2 separate regions of the Danio rerio genome follow, and region 1 is linked to region 2. Evidence: chromatin contacts called from public Hi-C data. All regions are on one chromosome and are shown on one strand. Each heading gives the region's core, a stretch centred on a gene start, on an enhancer-like site or on the middle of the called end of the contact. The rest is flanking DNA. Distances are from core to core; before and after follow the strand shown.

The links. A called contact is a pair of places that touch in the nucleus more often than the background predicts.
Region 1: a Hi-C map of an unstated tissue shows a contact between it and region 2, with 3 times the contacts expected there. The contact joins two enhancer-like sites. A contact is called at or near these places in 4 of 18 Hi-C or Micro-C datasets (caudal fin, embryo and an unstated tissue).

What each region holds. Positions count from the first base shown.
Region 1 is chr5:64,788,402-64,793,372 of GRCz12tu, reverse strand. The region is part of intron 1 of mcama (melanoma cell adhesion molecule a); the gene reads left to right. Among named protein-coding and RNA genes, the nearest start is that of mcama, 10 kb to the left of the region's middle. Within about 2 kb of position 1,957, at least 20 of the 62 cell types and tissues checked have an H3K27ac peak or open chromatin away from gene starts, as enhancers often do.
Region 2 is chr5:64,746,447-64,751,648 of GRCz12tu, reverse strand. All of the region lies in intron 1 of mcama (melanoma cell adhesion molecule a), which reads left to right. Among named protein-coding and RNA genes, the nearest start is that of tlcd5b, 47 kb to the right of the region's middle. Within about 2 kb of position 2,143, at least 18 of the 62 cell types and tissues checked have an H3K27ac peak or open chromatin away from gene starts, as enhancers often do.

The DNA of each region.
Region 1 (4,971 bases), core at 708-3,207, 42 kb before region 2:
ATATGTTTTACTCAGCAGATGCTTTGCCAGCCGCAACCCAGTACAGAGAAACACCCATACACTTTTGCATTTCTAAACTATGGCCAGTTTATTAAATGCAATTCACTATAGCGCATGTCTTTGGACAGTAGGGGAAACCGGAGCACCCAGAGGAAACCCACGCCAACACGAGGAGAACATGCAAACTTCACACAGAAATGCCAACTGACCCAGCCGGGACTCCAACATAGGCTCATTCTGAAAATGTAGCCCTATATACGTGTCTGGAGATCTAGAATTATGTAGCCAGACGTACGTATGGCTGCATTTCATTTTTAAAATAAACCCTAGGCATGGTATGACGTCGTTCCGCGCTTTTGCGCTTATCAGGTTAATCCCTTACCTCCGTATGGATGGCTTTCCCGCTGTTATGTCTAGTTAGTTCACCATGTACAGTTTTTTTTAGTTTATTTTATTTTTTTTAATGCAAGAACGATAAATGCAAAACAATGCTAGAGGTAAACAAAAAAAGGAAAAGTATAAAAAAAAATTATAAAGGTAAAAAAACTCAATAGGTAAAACAAAATTAAATAGCAGAAAAAGAAATTACAAATAAATAATGCTAGGCCTTGCTAACTCACAATAACCTCAAAGTGTCAAACAAATACATGGTTTTAACAGCTTTTTTGTTTGTACTCTCCTTAATGGTATTTACTGTTTATAAATATTAAGTTCTTTAAGTACCAATAAAAACAGAGGTTTCTGATTGCTAAATTTACATCGATAGATATGACTCTTGGTAAGTACAATCAGAAGATTAATAACATAAGCTTCATTTGCCAACGTCTTATCATAGTTCAAAAAACCAAAAATAACATATTCATACAGTAAAACACAATTTGACACCATGTACTGTACGTTGGTGGACTTGAGATGTATAGTGGAGTTTGAGTCAGGTGAAGCGGGTAAGACCAAAACAGAATCCAAAAAATAAAACAAACAAGTAAATAATAAGGTGAGAATGTGGTAAAATCTGAAAACGTGGTAAAAATCAAGTAAGAAAAAACAAACAAATCAATAAAACATGCTGTGAGAGCCAACGTGCTGTCTCTGCCTTTGCATATCTTTAAGTTTAAATGATTTTGTTTTTACGGAAATAAACAGCCTAAACACTTTTTTAAATATGTCCTTTTGTGTTTTACATGAACATTACAAGTCATACCAGTTTGAAATTACATTTACATTAGTAAACTAATACCTAGGTGAATTATTCTTTTAACATTGAAATATTTAATTGTTTGCCTGCTGATTCCTATTCCTTTGTTTGACATAAAAAGCACACTAATATTTCCTCAACCAATGCTGCTAAGTCAAAATAATCTGCTTATGGATCAATAGCAATTTTATGCTTCATGCAACAGTGTTAAAGCCACAGCTGTAGACAGTTTCTCTAATGCCATTAAAATAAATAGGAAATACATAGTATGAGCTGATAAAAGACTTAATTTTGCGGACCATGTCCCTTGTGATTTTTTGGCTTTATCTCATTATTATTCTCCACACTTATAACCAGCTTAGCGCACCCGTCCAAAATGCGCTATTTAATTGGTTGAACACAGCCCGTCATTTTTAGAGAGCCCCATCTGTGGGACACGTCACTGCCCAGGAACCGATTCAGGATCTGGCAGAAAATCCGCACAATGCAAAGGGGGGTTTTCGGAAGTCCTTGGATAATGTTTTCTCCAAAATCTCTTCTCTAAATCACTAACTCTCATCCCCCGAAACCTGTCCATCTTTATCGTTTTCCATCTCTTTTCTCGGTCAAATCCACAGACAGCTGCGAGCACCTGGTGGCTCACTCATTTCGGAGTAGGCAGATGTGGAAGTTTTTTCTTCGTCTTCTTCTGATGTGTGTGAGTAAGTAGGTTGCTCATGTTACAGAAATCATCCTGCACAATAGTAGCACCTCGAGTCTTGCTGTCTGCCCCCTTCCCCCCACGGTCTCCGGCTCTCCTCCCACATCTCCCTCATGCCCCGCTCTCAGGCTTGGCTAGCGGCCCGTTCAGAGGGAGCGCGGGACTTCAGGCCCTTCATCTGTTTCACTTTCTCTAAAATCTTTATTGATTTTTGCAGACATTCGCGCAGTTGCCTTGTTTGTGTTTCAGGTGGTTGCAAGGTAATTCTCTGTGGCTGCGTTCTGCCGAAAATTCTGGACTGTTTTCTTTTGAAAATCGTTATTAGTTAACTTGATTTTTGTGTTTTGTTTCCTGGGGAAACTGTGAGTGGGGTTTTGTCAGAGCATCCCTAAGCGGTTGCCACAGTTTTTTTGTGTGTGTACATCTGTGTGTTGGGACTATTCTTAAAGGCACAGTCCAACATAAAAAAAACAAAAATATCTGTTGATTTAAAGGACACCTATTTTACCCCTTTTTCAAGATTTAAGATAAGTCTTTTGTGTCTCCAGTATGTGTCTGTTAAGTTTCAGCTCAAAACACCCATCAGATTATTTATTTCACCTTTTAGAATATTGGAATAGTTTGCTCTGAACACATTGCAGCTGTTTTTGTTGCCTGTGCCTTTAATGCTGGTTCTCCTCGCCCACCGGGAAGTGCCTGTCAGAGTATATGTCTCCGGCTGCATCAGATAAACAGCACAGTGACAGACATGAAGAAAGCAGATCTCACGTAACGTTTATGAGAAATACTACAGTAAGAACTTTACCAGTCATAATTTAATGTATTTGTTGTGGAGTTAATTCAAGCCTTTCTGCAACGATGAGTCACACACAATGTTGTTTCAAAGGTTACACACACACACACACACACACACACACACACACACATTTAACTTGAAACGTTTTTGCACTGCAAATATGACAGTATACACGTTAATATTCACTGCCGTATGAATATCCGTTATGTTAATGTACAAAATAAACCTGATTTAATGTCCACAAACCAGGATTGAGGCGCCTTCTTTTATAATTGTACTGACATGTGCTGTGGTGAAAAAGATGGTGAAATCGCTGTAGTTTATTACGAACATGCACCGTTTTAAACTTGTAAAACTCATTCTTGATCACATTTGATGATGATTGATGATCACAGAGAGCTCAACAGATCTTTTAATCCCAGTTGCATTCGGCACATCCTGTCTTGTTGATATGATTATACAAGTTACTACAGAGACATGTTAATACGCTGCTTTCAATCAAAATGGTGAGTAGGAAACCGCATTCCTAGGTGAAGTAGCGGTCTTCCTTAACACAAGAGAGATTTGGATCCTATTTTAATGTCAGGAAATTAAAAAAAAGAGACTTGTTGTGTTTATATCACTTCAATATAACTCCAATATATCACTCCGATATAACACACTATACCTACACACAGTTCTGTCCAATCAGCTTACACAAGATAATTTTCCTCATAGGTGCGTGTGCAGACTGGAATAATGCTTCGTTTTGATGTGACATGTTAAAAACTAGTCGACCAATGAGATTGGCACTTCTATTGACATGCCTGAAGATGCTAAAAATACAGTAAATGCAACTCTGTGGCGCTAAAGCATGTAACGGTCAAAGCAAGATGCATATGGAGCTGCGTTCAAATTAAGTGCAGTGCGGGACACCAAACAGCTTCCATGTTCACAGGATAATTGTGTCCATCAGTTGTATTTTTCAATATCTTTCATGCCAAATGGCCCTTAAAAGTGGCCAGTTTTGATCAGCAAGAAACAACGAAATAATAAATACAGAAATAAACCTGTTAAATAACAGAAAAAAATCGGCCGCTCAGGTGCTGTTTGCACTATTGTGTTTGAGTTTTAAAATGCTTAAGTTTTGTCATCATTGACCTGCCAAAATAGAGCATTTTGAATTTAATTTGGGAACACTGATGTTCAACTCAGATAAATATGAAACCTAAATATAACTAAAATGCAAAAGACGGATTAAAACTAATTCAAAATTCTGTCAAAATGATAATGATCTAATAAATTAATTCAAAATACACTAAAACACCAATCATGCTAACTATAAACCTTCAGTTATGAGCATTGGTGTTAGCACTGGTATTATTTGAGGGTTTGTTTTTATATTTAAATCTATTTTTGAAACCAAAATGAGTACAAATAGTATATTACAGGGGTAACGCAGTGGCGCAGTAGGTAGTGTTGTCATCTAACAGCAAGAAGGTTGCTGGTTCGAGCTCTGCCTGGGTCAGTTGGCGTTTCTGAGAGAAGTTTGGATGTTCTTCATAAGTGCTCGAGGTGGTAGTGGCATGTGATCCTCCACATGTCTTATTATGTGGTAGAATGCCATGAGATGTATTTCAGTGCTTTTTGAAATTCGAGCAAGACATAAGTCATCCTGTGTCTCTGTAGGAGCATCTTTCTCGACAAAGGAGCTGTCGAGACCTTCATTGTGCTCCTCTACTGATTACTGAAGGCAAAAATTCCTCCAGAAGCACCACACCCTTCACATCTCTTTGTCCTTCAGCGTGCAAAACTCTTCTACCATTTTGTTTTCGCCTCTCATTTATAAATCAAGTCATTTCATCATTCCTAATGGATATGCAGGAATGTGGTAACAATTTCAGCTGAAGAAAATCTTGAAAGCTAAAAGTAATTATTTCAGTTCATCACTGATAAAGTGTTACAGATAGGGTTTCCTCAGTACCATATGTTGTTGCTGACTCCAGACTGTGTGGGCAAATGATCTTTTGTCTCATAAGTGAGTACAGTTTGATAAATATCACGCTGGCAAAGGTTAGTGCTCACTTATTTCAGTCAAATCAGTAAAACAGAAGTAAACAGAACATTCTTCATCTCTGAAATGTCATCCAGACCCACACGAACAGTTTGCCCTTTCTCTCCAAAGGTGCTGGGTTTGGCTTTAAAGGGATGTGCTGGCACAAAAGCAGGCTTTAGTTTCTTCTGTCAAAGATATATCAATGTGGTTGTTGACTGTCTGGAATAGATTTCCATTTTCTAACC
Region 2 (5,202 bases), core at 894-3,393:
AGAACATTTTTTCTTAGTGTGAAGCTTATTTAATGGGGTCTAAGATGATTTTAAGGCAATCTTTTCTCAACATTTTCAGCAATATTTCTAACAGTTTATAAAGCAATCAGAGTGCACATTTTATGTCATGTTTAGTTTAGTTTTGTAGCAAATGTTTAAAAATAAATACTAAGGGCCCTATCATACACCTGGCGCTATAAAGCGCGTGATTTGTTGCTATTTCGGACCAGCGCAACTCTATTTTTCACGTTTTGTGTCACGTTGTTTAAATAGCAAATCCATTTGTGCAACTTTGTAGACTCATTGTGGTGTTCAGCTCTATAAAGGAAGTGTGTTAAGGTGATTGTTGGCGTGTTGCTATCACAGAGTGCGTTAGTTAAGCGCCTATGCAGGTCCAAATGCTTACACATCACTTAATACATACAGAATGTACAGCAATACACAAATATCTTTACAAATGAAAAAAAAAATTAAAGGATTAAAATGTTACAAAATTATTATTTTCTAGATAAATATAAAAACCACGGGCTGCATGACTTCTTCACCTCATTCATGACAACCTGCAGTTGTATAATGTTATCATTATTTGCAGTATTATTTATTATATGCATATTTATATTTGTTTTATTAAAAGCAAGTTTAGATTTGTCCACCTGTTGGGCTTTGGAGACGAATGCATTACCATATGGGGCATAAAAATGAATGTGTGTTTGGATATAACTCAGTTTTTTGATCACACTTTGTTATAGTTCATGTATTCATTTGCTGGAAATTAGGTCTGAATTTAGAAATAGTTTTGATAGTTTTTTAATAGTTTTGAATATGAAGGCTAGCGGATGTCTTCAGTGGAGTGTGCACAACACAGTTTCTTTACTCCACAAAAGTAAAGGAGTAAAGAGTAAAAGTAAAGTAAAAAGAAAGTAAAGAGGCAGAATGGAGGTGGCTCATTCTTTATCCTCGCGCTGCAGATGGACTGTTTAACTGTTTTCTAGCTAGTGAAGAGTTCAGTTTTTCCACTCGCAAAGTCTGCCATGTAAATAGCAAATGCGCTATGGCGCAACACAACTGACTCTTAAAGGGAATGAGAGATGAGACTGATTTGTTTAATGCACGTTATGCTCAAAACACACCCATTACTCATTAGGAGAATAAACATAACCCTGTTAAGACCATGCGCTGAGGTGCATTTTTTATCCTTAAAATAACAAAATTGGATTCAGACCTGCTTTTAATGCATTTGCACCATGCGCTTAAGACGTTGCGGCTAGATGGTTAAAATAGTCTCTTCACATTCCAATAGTAAAGAATAAATTAAATGATATAAATGTATTTATATGTATTTTTCCAATGCTAATATGCTAAAGTTAGGATTTTTCCAGATCTACAACTGCACTTTTAATGATTTTTGTTGGCTATTTAAACACGTTATTGGAAATGAAGCAGCTCAGCTACTCACCACAGCTTGCATGGTAGACGCTTTTGAGGAGTTGATTTTATGTAATTTACTCACATGAATACTTCATTCCATGTTTAGTGTGAATCCAGCATAAAAAAAATAGGATATATTTACTTTCACCCAACACAGTGATATGGGATACACTGATCTAAGTAGCAAGCAAGACTACTATGATCTGACCAAGTTTCAAGTCTCCGGCCATTACAATTTGCTTTGCACAAAAGGTCAAAATAATAATCCTAACAATTACAATAAGTATTTCAGTGCTTTATATTTAAACCCCTAATAAAGACAATAGCATTTGAAGTAAAATCTATGGCCCTATTAAGATTTGTAACTGATGCAAGATTATATATGAGTGCAGTATGTACTTTGGCCAAGACTTTGCATCTGTGCTTACCTATACCTCATTACATTTAATAGTTCATCTCACTTTAATGGTTTAGTTATTTTTATTGGACAAAGATACTGATTAAGCATAGGATTTTCTCCTTATTGAGATGAAATTGCCCAGCAAGTCATAAGTCTCGTTGATCACTCAATCATAAACACACACAAAGCTCAACTCAGATGTTGTTGACACAGTCAGACGGCCTCCTTCCCAGCAGTAGCTGTACCACTGACCTCACACCGCCGAGGGGAGGGACACGCTTCACCCCTGAACCCTGGCCAACGTCTCTCTCCTCCACCAGTCACTCGCCAAGGACGTGGAAATCCCATAATAACTCGTCTCCAAGGCACCCCACCAGTCCAGCTCCCCACTTTCCAGATGTTTCCAATTAAAAAGGAGGCCTTTCACTCGTAGCCTATTTTCTTCATGCTGAGAGAAAGAGCACGAGAGCAGGTTGAAGGGAAGAAAAATGACTTTCTTCTAATACAAAAAGGCCGTTGAGGGCAGAGAGTGACATTTGAAGAGTCACAGTGACCGGACACGAGTTTTGATGGCAGATATCTGAGAAATGGAGGATGAGAAGATGAATGGCGTCGCTCATGTCTGAGTCAGATTAAAATCATGCCTGTGGTCACAAAATCTGGGCCTTGTTTTTTAAAAATGCCGGCTTTACTGAAGGTGTTCTGCCAAATATAATCATCACAGACAAAAGACACATGGGCGGTGTTTTTTCAGTTGGTGTGGTGGCAGCCGCCGGCAGGTCTGTGTTTGCCACTCAAAACCACAATGTTACCACAATAGAGACGGCCCAGAACGTAATAGGAGGGAGGATTTAGAACGAATAGTTCACCCAAAAATGAACATTCTTTCTTCTTTTACTAACCTTCATCTTTTGGTCTGATCCAAACACTAACCTTTTGTCTGTACTGTAGAAATATCTGTTAATTAATAGCTGTGTGTAGCTTGGTATTTATTCGTTAATTTCCTTTGAATGCCAAAATTAGATGTTTGGCAGAATTTCCAAGCCGCTCGTTTCCATTCAGTAGAAAGAAAACAAGACTGTTATGGTCTAATATGTATTTTTGGCAAATAATTACCCTTTTGACTCTTGAATTATGTACTGTATTCTAAAACTACACTGTAAAGAACAGAGTAGGTGACTAAGAGAAAAAGTACTGGTAGCTAGGGCTGTAACGGATCACAGTTGATCTGTGATTTGTACAGATCACAACTCACAGTTCGGAATACACGTGACCCACATATTAATGCATTTTTTACTTGTGGATTAATCCTAAATTTGTAACGATCACAGAGAGATCACCTCTCACGTCATTCAAATCACATGTATAAAAGCATTTAGGCTTTCCGGTAAAATATAATGATGACAGAAGATGTTGTGGTTGGTTATTCGGGATGTGGTGGGTGTTCACTTAAAGGTGTTTTCTGTTACTACTTGTTTAGCCTGCATTAATGCAATTGATGTAAGCTGCACGATTCATCATTAAAAGATCGGGATCTCAACACCAGCGCAACATAAATGATAAACGACAGTGATTTGCATATGTTTATTAATCCTAAGAGATTCAGTCTTTAGTCTTTTGAGTTAGTTATGAAGTTGCAAACAGTCAAATAACACAGCAGTACTGGGATAACAGTTTATAGCTTAGATAAAACCACTGATGTTTATGGTAAAGATTAAAATCATCATCATCTTAAAAATGAAAGCTGTATGCAGCAATTACATTATTTAACCAATAGCTGGCGACAACCAGCCATCAAAAAATGCCTCTGAATAATTCTTCAAAAATGATCATCTAGCAATGAAACAAGTTCATGAGTGAATAACTGAATCATTTATTAAAAAATGAGACTAAAAATAAATATGGGTTGTTCAAATTATAATGTTATATTTATAATTTATTAGGCTAACCCTAACTTATGATCACAAGTGATCTGGTAAACACACAATTCACTAAGGAACCACAAATCCGCCAGTATATGGACTACAAGTTCTAGTCAAGCACTGCTTACATGCACCTGTTCATCATTCCAATGATTTCACACACTCACGACTGGGAGCTGCTCATGAACTGATTACATGGACTATATAGCACAGCACACACACCTATTTGCGGCGTCTTGTATACAGTTTTGTGAACATTACGATGTGTTTTCCTTGCCTTGCTTTGCCATGTTTTTTGACCCTCTCCTTATTTGTTTTGTTTGTGTTGTCTGCTGCCTGAGTTTACTGACTAATCGCCTGTGTATTTGACTTCGATTCTGGATTTGACTACATACATCTATTTGCTCCTGATTGTGACTGTTGCTTGCCTGACCATTCTCTTTAAACCTGTATTTGGATCCGTACCTCCTTTGTCATCATTCACTTCATATCACACTAACAGTGCATTTTTCACAGTACTGAATATTTTTATTTTTATTCAGCTGATTATTTCTTTATTTTATTTTGAATAAAATTACAGGTTCTGAGTTCTGTTTGTTTAAACCAAAATGTCTTGCATTACTGTTTTTGTAATAAATGGAAAGCAAATGACATTTCTCTCCTTCCCTTTTTTGGCTGATCCAAAAAAAATGTCTGATTCTTGACTAAAAAACCTAATGTGATCCGAACCATGAGATTTGTGATCCATTACAGCAATACTGCCAGCTTATACTCTTTTTTTTTTTTTTTTTTTTTTTTTTTTTTTATTTATTTTTTTTTGGTAGTGTAATTTACATGACCAACCATGAGCATTTTGTTCATTTAAGTTAAATTTTTACATCAAAACTTTTCAGCGGAGGAATCCCACATGCTGTAGAAATATGGTATTTGTGATTTCATTTTTTATTTATTTTATTACTTAAATTACATTTTGAACAATAAATGACTAATATAAGACTCTTTAACACAGGATAATGTATGTGATTATGTGCTTTTACTATAGAAAGCATAGAACTACAATATAGAGAGCATGTTTTGTTAATTTGTCTTTCCAAAATCTGGAATCCATGCATGAATACAGTAACTTTTCATTAAGGAAACTACAAAGGAGAATTCAAGAGCTTTACAGTCTAGATCCCATGAATTAAATATGAAGCTGTGGCTCTGTGTAGATTTGGTTTTAATAAACATTAAAATAAGTAAAAGAAGGAATAATTCAGTAATTGGGAACATGCAATTTGCTGTAATAATACAGCTAAACTCATTTTCAGTGTGTTAAACAAAATTTCTGCTATTATTTGTTTCTGTCAGTAATAGTTATCCGTTAATTAATGTATTCATTCTGGATTCATTGATTAAAGATTAAAGACATTTTTGAGGGAAATGAGAATAGGCAGAATTTTAGCTTCAATG